Linked DNA regions of Sus scrofa: region 1 is linked to region 2. Evidence: chromatin contacts called from public HiChIP or PLAC-seq data. All regions are on one chromosome and are shown on one strand. Each heading gives the region's core, a stretch centred on a gene start, on an enhancer-like site or on the middle of the called end of the contact. The rest is flanking DNA. Distances are from core to core; before and after follow the strand shown. Region 1 overlaps LOC110257431 (a long non-coding RNA gene). Region 2 overlaps LOC110257431 (a long non-coding RNA gene).

Region 1 (6,676 bases), core at 3,371-5,870, 130 kb after region 2:
TCCATACTGATAGGATTGGATCAATAAGTCAATAAGGGAGAACAGACAAATCTGGGCAGAACTCTAAGTCATTTGTACACCACAGCAGAACCGCCTCCTCTTTAGGTGAGGGCTACACAGAGTGACTTTTTTCCAAAGAGGACAATAAGGGAAGAGGGGGGAGAGGAACTCCCCAGGGGAGAAACCCGACAAACACCGCCTGAGCCAGGTGATCAAGGTCAGCATCGACAGTGAAAAATCTTGTTGACAGTCTGTATTCTTGATGCAACATGATAAAAATGGCACTCTACTTCTGAGAGCTTCCTCCTCATCACCCACAACCCCCACCCAACCAAGACGAAAACATCAGAAAATTCTTTCAAAAGAAGAGCAGCCAACGAAAAACCTGACCAGTACTCCTCAAAGCTGTCAAGTTCACCAAAAGCAAGGAAAGTCTGAGAAACTGTCACAGCCAAGAGGAACCTAAAAGGACATGACAACCAAAGGTGATATGGAATCTTAAATGGGATCTTGGAATAAACAAACAAACATATTAGGTAAAAACTTTTAAAATCTGAATAAATTATGAACTTTAGTTAATAGTAATCCATCACCCCTGGTGCATTAACTGTAACAACTGTACCAGGACAATGTTAACGTGTTACTCATAGGGGAACCTGGGTGCAGGGTGCTACCTTTCCCATTTTTCTATAAATCTGATGCTGCTCTAAAAAATAAAGTCTATTTTTAAAAACTAGATACTTTTTCCAATATGCTTTCTTATATACTCTTATAGGTCATGGAATGATTTTTTTCCCCCAAACCCAGCTGATGTACCTTGGTTTTCAGAAACTTTCTCGTTTCACTGTCCCTTCTGAGTTGCAGCCTCACACTTCCAGATCATGGTCTTTTCATCTCTACGTGAAACCCTTTCTGCTTGGAAATTGTGCTTTGAGCCAAAGGACCTATTCTCCTGACACTGGAGAAGTTCTTCGGTCAGTTCATCCTGGTGTTTGCCTGGTGTTTCGCTCAACATTCAGCAATTGCCACTGGGGGGTTATACCAATGGCAGGAGTCATTACTAATTCGGAGTTAAACTGCTTTCTCCCTTCGCCTTTTCCAGTTCTATGACTTTGAGAGGCATCCCTGTGGCTCTGTTTTCATCTGAGAAGTGGTCTGAAGGTGCCACACAGGACATCCACCACGACAGATAATGATCTGGTTCAAACACTAGTAGTGCTGCTGATGAGAAAGTGTGCATTGAGGAAGGGGTGGACCCCAAACCTCTGCCCCCCTGCTCCAAGTCTGCTCCCTGGCCCCAAGAGCAGCTGACACTGTCTGGGAGGAAAAAGCAAAGGGGAAGCCTATGGCAAGACACCCATTTCTCAGAAAGTCTGGGTTGAAAGTCAGGGGGCCTGAGTTCAAGTCCTGCATCTGCCTCTGACTCACAGTGTCACCTTTGGCCACTCACTTCCCCCTCGTCTGGACCTCAGGTTCCTCATCTGGGAGTCAGGGGGTTGGACCAGCTGATCTTCCAAGCCTTCCCCATTTGCCACGGCACTGTTGAAATCAGGGCAGGTGATATTACTGCCTCTCCTCAGCCCACTTCACTCTCCCAATAAGCACCAAAGTCCAGAGACTATGGCCACGTTCACAACTAACAAACTCGCATCCCATCTGACAGGTGGCAATGACCTGTTACCTTTGTATTTCTTTAAAAAAGAAAAGCTGCAGAGGAGGGGTGCGCAGGTGCTTTTCTCTAAGGCGCCAGATCCAAAGGGCTCAAGCTCTGGGCTGGAAGTGAATCACGATGAGTTTGCACTTTGCATATTGTAGTCACTCATAACTTGGGTCTTTGTTTATAACAATCACCGTTGGAATGAAATTCAAATTTCTCACCCCGCCTTCGATGCCCTGAAGGACCCACCTCCTTCCTGTCTCTCCGATCCTCTCCCTCACTCTGTTCATGCCACAGTGGCTGCCCTTCTGTTCTCCGAACCCCCAGCTTGTTCTGACCTCAGGGCCTTTGCCTTTGCCGTTCCTTTCATCATCAACATCCCTCTCTCGGGTCACAGCTGCTTCTCAGGGAGGCGCTCTCCAGTCACCCTATTTAAAGAAGCCCCTGGTCACTCTCCATCACTCCTCCCTGGGATATTTGCTCCCAAGCTTTTACCACGTTCTGAAATGATGCTGTTGGTTTACCTGTGCACTGACCGTGCAAAGGCAGGGATTTTTTCTGTTTTGTGATGTGACTCCAACCTCCTGCCCAGGGGCTGACACAGGATAGGGTCTCAGCAAACACTGATGAAATGAATGTGTGAATGAAACTGGAATCATAGCAATCCCCAGCAGTGGAGTCTGCATTTTGGGAGCCCCGAGCCACCATGCTATCATTTCATCCCGAGGCAGGTGGTTTCCATCTTGCAGATGAGAAGGACAAGATTTTTGAGATTCAGAGCCTCAAAGGATAGAGCTGACCCTGCACTCAGTCTGGGGCCGTCAGCACTCGGGCTCCATCCACCCCACTAGGTTCCCCAGTGAGAGAGACTGGGATAGGGGAGCTGAGCCCCGCCCTCCACAAACTTGCACCCTTTGTCCGATGCAGAGCCTCCTAAGCATCTCCCTGTCCCCACCGCCTGGTGGAGCCCCTGGGACCAGGATGGGAGCCAGGTGTGCAGGTGGCCTGGCCTTGTGCTTGTCAGTGCCAGAAACTGGCCTGGGGAGCAAAGAGTGTGGACCAGTCCAGGGGCAGGTGATGTGGGCGACTTGCCCCAACTGAGCTCCTGATGTTCGCTGGGGCTCAGAGGGTGGCAGTGGACACAGGGTCCTTCTGGGAGTCCAGGGCTCAGGTCCCCACCTGCCTTTCCCTGAAGGTAGAGCTAACCTCTGGGGTTCTGACCTAAGGAGGGCAGTGAGGAAGGCAAGTAAACAATAGCCAAAAGGCAGCCTGTAAATCCCTAGTGCCGATCCCTCCTTGAACACTTGCTGGCTGTGTGTCCTTGAGCAAGTCGCTTAACCTCTCTGGACCTCCATCTTTGGCAGGTGGGTGGTGCTGCCGATTCAAATAGAGGCTCCCTGCATTCAAGGTCTGCTCTGGGATCAGGGAGGAAAGAGGAGACAGTTGGGGAGTTGGAGGACAGGCTCCCCCTCGGGTCAAGGAAGTCTCCCAGTCCACCTCCCACCCCCAGAGGAGATGCCTGCCCAGCCAGACCTGGAACAGTGAGTGGGAGTTTGGCACAGAGAAGTAGAGAGAAGGGTGCTCCAGGCAGAAGGCACAGCCTGTGCAGACAGCAGGCATATTGCCTGGCGAGCCTCCTTTCTCCCCTTAGGTCTCAGCTCAGATACCACCTCCTCAGAGGAGCCCTCCTGCTACCTTGATGGGAAGGAGGTCCCACCCTGTGCCCTCCATCAAAGCAGCTTATTTTCCTTCGTGCACTTAGGACAGTCTCGCTCGTTTGTTTATTATTTGTCTCCCCTGCCAAGTTCCCCCAGAGCAGGGACAGTGACTGTCCTGCTTGCTGCTCTGTCCCAGAGTCTAGCACAGCACCTGGCACACAGCAGACACCAAACAACGTGCTTGGGCACAATTCGAACAAGTCAGTCCCTGCTCTGTGCCTCGGTTTCCTCAGCTGTGAAATGACCATCGTACCCACACTCACCTCACAGAGGTGTTGTAAGAATTAAATGAGTTAGTATTTGTGGGGCCCTTAGAACAAATCCTGGCCCACAGTTGGTGCTCTGCATAAATGTGTAAATAAAAAATATAATAAGTGCATAAAGAGAATTATAGATGCATGGATTGGGAAGTCGTAATACTGCAAATCACCAAGTTGTGTAATCTAATATGCTACGGCTTATGTTTACTTTACTCATTCTCTATTTTACTTTTTCCAACTTTTTATTTTTGACAAATTCCAAACTCAAAGAAAGTAAACAAAACAGCACAACAAACACCTCAATGCACCAGTCACTGACTCTCCCCTTTGTGTGTGTCCCCTCTGGCTAGATAGAACAAGATGAACATCTATATTTTTATTCTCTTATTTTTTCTTTCTGACCCATATGGGAGCCGGTCAAAGACATTCAGATGATTTCCCTCTAAACTCTTCGGCTGCTGTGATTTTTTAAACTCTCTTGCTCAATGAATGAATTCTCTGGAAACAATTGTAACCTATTACCTGATGTTACAAATCTGTAATGCTACAATCCACTAATCTGTGAATCCTTCAGCCTGGAAACATTTGGTTCTAGAAACCACCCTCCGCTGGTTCTCAGAGTCCACACATGCTTGAGGTTCTACCTCTCACTCATCTGGGATTCCCGGAGCCCTGCCCCTGGGGTTCAGGAAATCAGCAAGGCGTTTGGTGCTTCTGAGCCCAGATTCCCACTTCCCAGAAGCCGATGCCCGGGACTGAGCAAGGGGAAAACCCAGCCAGTCCCAGCTCCCAACACAATGCCAAGCCCCAAAGTTGCCAAGTGGCACAGGGGCCTGGGTCACAGGACCAGGGGTGAGACCCTGGCCCGGTCACACTCAGTGGCCCTGTGGGGCCTCCCTGGGGTGCCCAGGCCCTCCACAGGCCAGCCTGGTGAGGGGCAGACAGGAGGCCCCCACCTCCACCCTGCTCATGGAGCAATCCTCTGAGTCACCCCCACCTCATGACTCGCCTGCCCGCCACCACCAAGGCCTGTAATTAAGCCTCCTCCGAGGCTGGGTTTTATCGGCCCATCGGGCAGACCTGGGAGGGGGACGCCCCGGAGGTCCCCCACAGACACAGCCCATCCTGGGGCTCGGTGGCACGCCATCCGGGCGTGCCTCTGCCATAGGTGGCAGCTAGCCCCAGGTCCAGAGGCTCACTTTCCGCTCCCAGAATTCCCACTGTCCATTCCCCGAAACTCTGCCTCAAGTACCCACCATTCAAGCCATTTTCCTACTAAAATGTAAAGTGAGCACTCACATTTCAGAATGAATTTTCCAAAGCCCAGCAAGGGAACCAGCTCTGCTAGGCACCCTAGAGGTTAAGGATGTCTTAGTGGAAAGATGCCTGTGGTGGTGGCGGTCGGACAGGCCTTGCAGTGGGTGCTGGAGAAGAGAGGAAAGACAAGCTATCTCCTTACCTCCTCCCCTTGTCGGCTGCCCTGACCCTGGAGGAAGTTACTCTGCTGCCCATTCTGTAGATGAGAAGACTGAGGTCCTGAGAAGCTTCAGACCAACTCCCATCCTCTAGGGTGTGGCATCGGGGATTGTGCTGATGTTGAGGGAGTGGGTAAGGGCCTTTTCCAGGGAGGGGGATCCCTCCACCCCCAGCAGAGAGGACAGCAAGAGCAGTCAAGCTGCGGTCAGCACCCTGAGTTCAAGTCCCACTTAAAACCCCTGTGCCTCAGTTTCCCCAACTGTCGACTACAGATAAAAAAAAAAAAAAAAAAAACAGCATCTGAATTAAATACAGCACGTAGTGAGATGCCTCCCAAAGACAAGAGTAGGCCCTTTCCCTTCTCCTCTTGATGTTGGCAGATCCCTCCTAACCTGGGTTGATGGGAGGCAGGGAGGCCAAGGTGTACGGAGAGGCTAACTCTGTGCCTCCCATCCCCTCACCCCCACCCCACTACAGGCCCCTGGAGGCTGCAGCGGATCCCTAGGCTGAGCCCCCGCTCCAGGATGGGGTCCCTAGGATTAGCATTCCCAACCCCACACCTGCAAAGACACACAAAGACACATCTCAAGGCCTGCAGCAGGGCTAGTTGCTTCGCAATTATTAATAATTTCCTCCCTCCATCCCCCCCTCCCCCAGACCTGCTCAACCAGTCTCCCCACAGGCAGCAGAGCTGGCCTGACATTTGAACCAACTATTATTCTCTCGCTTCTGAGAGAAGCAAGAGGAAACGTGGGACCTGTGTCTTGATTCTGGGGGTGGGGGAGCACCCAGGCCATCCATAGGTCCCCCTTGATCCTGAGGCCATGAGCACAGCATTCAAGCTCCCCAGGGCAATGGGATCATTGTCCCTTTCCTGAAGACCAGGTAAGACAGAGATCAAGCCCCTGCCAAGGGGCAGACTGGAGAATCCTCTTGAATGGGGGCAGGAGTGTGTGGATGGTTGAGTCAAAACTTGGGGCTGCAGTCATGTCCTGGCTCTGCCTTTATTTGCTGTGTGGCCTTGGACAACTCTTTGCCCTTTGTGAACCTCCATTTTCTCATCTGCAAAATGGGGTGACGAATCCCCACATCGTAGGGTCAGTGGAATTTAAAAAGCCCCAGACCTAGGGCCCACCTATTTCTCTGGGGCCAGGGTCTGCTAATATTCTTACCTCCTGGGAACTCTGCAGGGAGCTGGGCCAAGGTGCGACTCCTGAAACAGAGCCCTGAGGCCTGGGGAAACCAAAACCTCAAAGCCCATTTCCAGCCACATCTCAAATCCACCAATGGGGACAGGCCAAGGTACCTGCCCCCCAGTTACTCCCTGGCTCCATAATTAGCATTTGGGCTTCTTTCTGACAGGCAGTGCCTGCAGCACCCAGCACACAAGGTCAAACCAGAAAGGTCTGGTGCTGCCCAAGGCGCCCACACTGGCCAGAGGAACAAAGGGTGGCTCTGGGGCCATGGGAAACCTCGAAGGCCTCTGAGCATGGACAGGACCTGAGCTGGGAAGTTCAGAAGGTTGAGGATGAAAATTCAGCACCTCACCAGCTCTCCCCCTTACA
Region 2 (6,844 bases), core at 1,331-3,830:
GCACCTCACTGCAATCCTGAGCTTGCAGGAGGCTTTTAGGAAACACCAGCCTAGATTAACCCAAGGCCTTTGGGAAAATCTCTGAGTACAAGAGGGGAGTCTCTGATCTTTCAAACATTGCTCAAATGTTTCACAGAAGACAGGCATGCACACAGCAAATCAAAACCAAAAACAAAAGCTTAGAAAGTGCCAAAGGATTGGAAAGTCACCTCCCTCCCAGGGACGTGCCATTCCTCCCCAAAAATCCAGGGCCTTGTCTCTCCCAGAGATGGTCTGTGCATCTCACGGTCTGTACATTTATGGTACATGCACTGCACCCACTTGCCTTACAACACACACACACACACATTACAGCTTCCTATAATCACTGTTTTGCATTTTGTTTTTCCCAGTTAACGTTACATCTTGGTAGTTCTTCCAAATCAGTACTCAGAATTTTGCTTCATTCACTTCCACAGCCACATGAGATTAGAATACTATTTATTTGGATACAATGGCTCCTTCTCTTGATCAGGAAGCGCAAACTACTATGTATAGAATATAAGATCCAAGGATGTGTTGTACAGCACAGGGAATATAGCCAACAGTCTATAACAACTTTAAATGGAGTATAATGTATAAAAATATCAAACCGCTATGTTGTATACCTGAAACTAACATGATATTGAAAATCAACTATAATAAAAAAGAGAGAAGAGAAAAAAAAAAAAAAAGAAAATGAGATGCTAAAATAAAAGCTTCCTATTCTTGGATACTCAGGTCGCTTCCAATCTTTTTCTCCATCAAAGAATCCTGAAATGAAGGTCTTTAATTCCTTATGTATATCTTGGTGCACATGTGCTAATTTTTTTTTTCTTTTTACAGCTACACCCACGGCATATGGAAGTTCCCAGGCCAAGGGTCCAACTGGAGCTGCAGGTACAGGTGTATGCCACAGTCAACGGCAATACCAGATCCTTAACCCACTCAGTGAGGCCAGGGATCGAACCCACATCCTCGGAGAGATGACGTTGGGTCCTTAACCCACTGAGCCACAATGGGAACTCCCACATGTGCTAATTTAGATGCTTGATTTATTCTTTCTCTCTCTCTCTGCTTTTTTTTTTCTTTTTTGCTTTATTTATTCATTTTTTTGCTTATTTGCATTTTTCAATTTTTATTCCATGAACATGTTCCATTTGTGGAATAATTAAAAGGATATGTTTACAGGCCCAGGCCTCAAACTTCAGCCAAGTTAGATAAACAACCTCATGCATAAGCACAATTGAGAAAGAAAAAAAATTCGGTCTCGGCTGCCGAGGCCTGTTTGGCTGGGAGGCTGCATATCTGGAGAGTCGTATGCCAAAGCCCAGCCCTGCCTGCTGCGACACGTCCTGGAGAGGAGGGTCTGGGTTCTGGTTTGGGCTGTGTCATTAACCTGCCGGGTGACTCTAGGTAAGTCCCTAAGCCTGGCTGGGCCATCGAAAGAGCATTTACTATGTGCCAGGCTCTGAGCTAAGAGTGTGATCCAGTGTCTGGGGAGGTTGGTATTAATAGCCCTACATCTCAGGTGAAGGCAAAGAGACTTGGGGAGACGGAGCACTTGCCAGTCTCCTCTAGGTCAGTCAAGGAGCCACCACTCATCATCCAGCCCAAGAGTTGATCCTGGTTCTGCCCCACCTCCCCTGTAATTATCAGTTCAAGTACAGTTGGCTCTACCTTCAAAATATAAGCCTGTCTCTCACTGAATCCTCAGCACACAGCCCTCCAGGCCCTCCGTGACCTCCCCTTCACCCCTCCTCTCTAACTTCATCTGTCTCGCCCACTCTTCCTCAGCTCTCTCTGCCCCATCACACCCGGCTCACTCCCAACCTCAGGGCCTTTGCACTTGCTCCTCTACTTGGAGTCTTTTCCTTCCCAGCAGGTCTAGGACTAGGTTGAGGTGAGGGAGATGCCCAGGGCGAAAATGGTGAGGAGGCACTCACTCTGAGGTGCCAACCTGACCCTGAACGAGCCTGAGGCCAAGCACCCCCCCCCACACACACATTTTGAGGCCTGGGTCACTTGCTGACCTCACCCTCGTCTGGCGCTGGTTCCCAGACTTGGTTCTTCTTACCACTGGGGTCTTGGCTTAAATAACCCTCTCCTCAGAGACACCACCCCCCCATCCATCTTAGCTAAGGCTGTTCCCATCACCACCTAGCCCATCACCCTGTTTTATTTTCATTTATTTTCATTGTTCTCTTCACACAGTTATCCATTTGGTGCCTCTCTCTGCCCACTAGATTGTAAGCTCTGTGCGCGCAGGGACTCATTCTCTAATATTAGCCAACACAGACTCTGAGGTGCCCCCAGCACCCAGCACGTGGCCAGCATTCAGTTTCTAAGGTAATAAATATCCGTGGGGTGAATGCACGAATGAACGGGTCTGAGTCAGGATTCAAACCCAGGTCTGCCAGCCTCCAAAGTCAGTCCTTCCTTCCAGGACTGAGACGCAAGGGCCAGGGCACCCTGGACGGCGGTTTGTGTCACAGCGTGTCTTGACAGGAAGCCCGCGTCCCAAGGACAGGCTGCCTGAGGAAACTTCTAGGTGGGGAGGAGCTTGGCCGCAGTCTCGGGAGGAGGGGCGCTGCTGTCAGCCTCAGGCGTTCGTGAGCCCAGCTGTGCCCCGCCCCCCTCGTTCTAGTTTTTATTTTTAGAGGCGAGTTTTTGGGCACAGTGAACTCTCCTTAGGAAAAGTCCAGCAAGAGGATGAGGGAGGAGGTTTTGAAATCCGGTGGGAAAGTAGGTCAGGCCAGGCTGCTGGCCGGAGTCCAGACGATAAGGCCTCCGTGGAAGTTTAATAACGTGAGCGGCCGTATCCATGACATAATTCATAACTGAGAGGAAATAGCAATTAAGGGGCAATTGTGCAATGTGGGACAAGCCTCCTTCGCAGCTCATAAAAGCAGGAGGAGGGAGAGGTGACGCTGTCATGCTGGGGCCACTGGGGGCCGGGCAGGCAGCCTGCAGGGACTGGGGGCTGCGTTTCCACACTGGGGGTTTACACCCCCTGTCCTCTCCCCCTCAGGCCTTAGGGAACTGGGAGGACACAGAAGGCAGGGGCTCCCTTCAGCAAACACCTACTAGGTGCTGGCTGGGCTCAGGGCTGGGGTGAGAGCCAGAAGGATGGCATTTTGCTGCCGTTGAGGGACTGGGGTGCAGCTGCACTCTTTTGATGCTACCTTGTCAAAACGGAAAATCGCTTTGATTATCGCATGAACTGTCCAGCAGACTCCCTGACACTTATTCCGTGTCTCCCTCCCCCCACTCGTTACTGTGGATTTTCAGTTTTTTTCTTTATTCATTCTCTATTGTTCCACCTTTTCGTGAGCACTCTTTGCTTTTGTCATCAATCACACACATGCACACACACATTAAATCCGCATTGGCACTTTTTCTGTTTCTTGAAACAGCCAAGTATGCACTCACCCCCGGGCATTTGCACTTGCTGTGCCCTCTGCCTGGAATGCTCTTCCCCTAGACAGCCTCCTGGCTCAGCCCTTATCTCCTTCAGGTCTTCACTCAAACATCACCTTCCCATTGAAGTCTTAGCTGACCAAGCTTTTTAAAGCAGCAAACCCATCTGTTGTTCTCTAACTACCTCTCCTACTTTGTTTTTCTCTACAAACCTACCACTAATTAACCCTCTCCATCTGCTGTTCATTTTTTATTGCCTGCTTGGCCGCACTGGTATGTTAGAGCCACCAGCAAAGGGATTTTTGTCCGCCTTACTGTTTGGTTGTCCATCTTATTTTTTGGTTGCATCCCAGTGTTGGGAACTGCGCCTAGAACACTGTAGGTGCACAGGAAGTACTGGTGGATGAATGAATGAGTAAATGTTTGCAATTATTACTGACTGATAAAGAGGCTGACCATTTGCTGGTTTGGTTGGGGGGCTGCCTCAGAATACCTGTCCTGGATGCTACTGATGGAATCAGAAGTTGGGGTCCCTAAGACCCGTTTGGCTGGGAATTAACAGGAATTAACAGCTGGCACCTGTTCTGATCAGTCAGTGCTCAGTGTGAAGATCACACCTCCTCCCTCCTCCCCAGGAGCTCCTTGGCTACTTCAAAGTCAAGATTCTAAATGCATCGACCGCTGACCCCACCCATCCATGAACAAGCTCCATATGCAAAAGGGGTTCCTCGCAGAACTTTTCACAATAGCGTGACTGCGCACGCACACACTCACACAATCGGGGATACACATGCTCTCACGCACACACTCAGACAGACCCTGACCTTGAGATCCAGACCGAAGGACACACACTCACACACGCAAACAATTAAACGCACACAAACTCGTTGTGTCATTCACACACCCAGACACATGCTCATGTGCCAGAGCATGTTTGCACACTCAGCCATAGAGTGGCTGGCAACCTCACACACAGCACACAGATACCTACCCACTCACAGGCACACACACAATCACACACACATGCGCATATATGCACACTCATTCACCTTCTTAAAGCCATGCTTTCACATGCTGACACATCCTTTCGCAGACACCTCTTAGACATGAATACAGTAGAGTCCCCCGGATATCCTCAACCACACCTCCTGGGACAAACACTGCCGGCCCTTCCTGCAGGCTGAGGCCCTGGGAAGCCAGTCCTTGGCTGTGCTTTGAGGACCAGGGGCAGACCATGTGCCCTGACCATGGTCCCACCTGGATCTCTCCATGCTGACCCCGGGCAACCCTGAAGCCACTCAGCGTGAGCAAGTCGGGCCAGAGCCATCTCCGTAAGCAGCGGGTGCATGATGCCCACATCAGCTCTGACTGTGCCGCCTCAGGGCACACCTGCCCTGCTCATCGGTGCCCAGGGCACCCGCCCACTTCCTCCCCATCAGAGGGCGGGCTGGCCCACTGACATCAGGTGGTTTCTGGGCCTGCCTGGCACCTAGAACAGAGGAAGGAAGCGATCTGTCCCAGGCATGGGGGCCAAGACATGTGTGGCAGCTCCATGGCCCAGGTCTGCTGAGGCTGCGCTGGCTGCCCCTCCACCTGCAGGGGCACCGTAACCCAGGCTGGAGCCAGAGTCCACAGGAAGGGCTCTCTGAATTAGTGTCCGAGGTTGTGGGCACCTTCTTCCATCCCTGAGAGTAAGGACAACAGCAACGTGTATTCACGGAGCACTCACTGCGTGCTAAGCAGCATTCTAACTCACTGTGGATGATCCCACTAAACCCCCAAACGCCAGCCCCGTTGACAGATGTTATCATCATCCTAGTTTTACAAATGAAGAAACTGAGGCCCAGAGAGGTCAGGGACTCAGGGAGCAGGATTTGTCCGCCTGCCAGTGGTCTGGCTCCAGAGCCCTCTCCTAGTCACCCTCTCCCTCCCAGCTTCTCTGTTTTGTTTGCTTTTTTGTTTTTGTGAGCCTCCAACATCTAGTCTGCCACCTCTCACATTTCCTGAGTTGAATCCTGGCAATAATCTCATGCACAAAGCACCCATATTAGCTTCATTGAACAGGTGAGGCAATGGAGGTTTAAACGACCCACCCGAGGCAGCCAGCAAGGACGAGGCAGAGCCAGGTTGGCCACTGGGTTTGAGGGCTCTTTCTGCAAAGTCAGGCTACCTCCTTCATGGGCCAGAGACCTTGGATGGGCCCAAAGGCAGGGAGAAGAGGGCTGGGGGAGTCTTATTGGCCATATAACAGAGAAATAATAATACATTTATGACAATGACAACCATTTTTTCTACCCTTTAAAGGAAGTGGGAAATAATGAACATACAATAAAATGCACAGATGTTTATGGGTTCCTTCTGAAGAGTTCTTACCGAGGCGCTCAGGTATCCACCACCTAAAACACCATACAAGCATTTCTTCAACCAAGTTCCTTCATGCTCCTTTCCAAACAACCCTCCGCTAGTTCAGCCCCAGGGAACCGCTCATCTCGGCATTGTCATGCTAGGTCACCCTGTTTCACATCATAGGTTAGTTTTGTTCCATCGAGAATTTCAGACAGAGGGACTCACACAATATGGGCTCTTTGGCTTCTGGCTCCTGACACTTAACATAACACCTGCACGATCCACTGTGCCGTTGCCAGCACCAGCAGAGGTTCCTCTATGGCTGAGTAATACTCCACTGCGAGAACGCTCCACAGCCTGTTTCTCCAGCCTCCAGGAGACAGGGTCGGAGTTTCCAGCTGGTGTTAACGTCCCTGCACACCGAGCACCGACTCTGAGCCAATCACGTTCCCAACCTAGGGTCCTTTGCAGGCACCATGCCTGTTAATCCCTACCCAGGTAGTTATCACTGTCCTCGCTTTGGGGTAGGAGGAAACACAAGCTCAGGGCAAGAAACCCAAAGACACATGGCTCACGGCGGCCAAGGCAGATGAGCCGCACCGAGCAAGGGGCAGATAGAGACAGGGTGATGGCAGGAGGCCGTGGCCTTGGGAGCACCTGTTTAGTGGAAACTAAGCTGGAGCGACAGCAGTGAGGGCAGTGGCTTGCATTTATTAGGCACCCCTCAGTTCCCTTGCACGAGTCAACCCTTTCAGTCCTCCCCCAAACATGTTACCCTTTTTCACAACTGGGGAAACTGAGGCACAGGAGGATGAGTCCTATTCCCAGGGCCACACAGCTAGTGAGAGGTAGAGATGGATTTGGACTCAGTGGCCTAGCACTGTGTGATTCTCTTACCACAATCTACGCCATCTCATCTGCCCTCCCATTTACTCAGGGCCCCTAGTGGGGCAGTCTCAGGTCTTGTCTTACCCAGAGGCATTTCCACTCATGGGCATCTTCCTGCTCAACTGGAAGCTCTCCAAGTCTGGTCAGTTTAGGATCCAAGGGCCTGGTGCTA

The links. HiChIP or PLAC-seq counts read pairs in DNA pulled down with a chosen protein or histone mark.
Region 1: a contact with region 2 is called in an H3K27ac HiChIP or PLAC-seq map of alveolar macrophages. The contact joins two enhancer-like sites. A contact is called at or near these places in 2 of 2 datasets of contacts at active chromatin or transcription factors (alveolar macrophages and skeletal muscle).

Annotation. Positions count from the first base shown.
Region 1 is chr17:51,774,890-51,781,565 of Sscrofa11.1, reverse strand. LOC110257431 (a long non-coding RNA gene) reads right to left here. Exons shown (of 2, transcript XR_002340007.1): 1 at 5,095-6,676. Among named protein-coding and RNA genes, the nearest start is that of CEBPB, 56 kb to the right of the region's middle. Within about 2 kb of position 4,620, at least 7 of the 83 cell types and tissues checked have an H3K27ac peak or open chromatin away from gene starts, as enhancers often do. A contact at or near this core is called in alveolar macrophages, where this site is marked.
Region 2 is chr17:51,901,752-51,908,595 of Sscrofa11.1, reverse strand. The region is part of intron 1 of LOC110257431 (a long non-coding RNA gene); the gene reads right to left. Among named protein-coding and RNA genes, the nearest start is that of PTPN1, 110 kb to the left of the region's middle. Within about 2 kb of position 2,580, at least 44 of the 83 cell types and tissues checked have an H3K27ac peak or open chromatin away from gene starts, as enhancers often do. A contact at or near this core is called in alveolar macrophages, where this site is marked.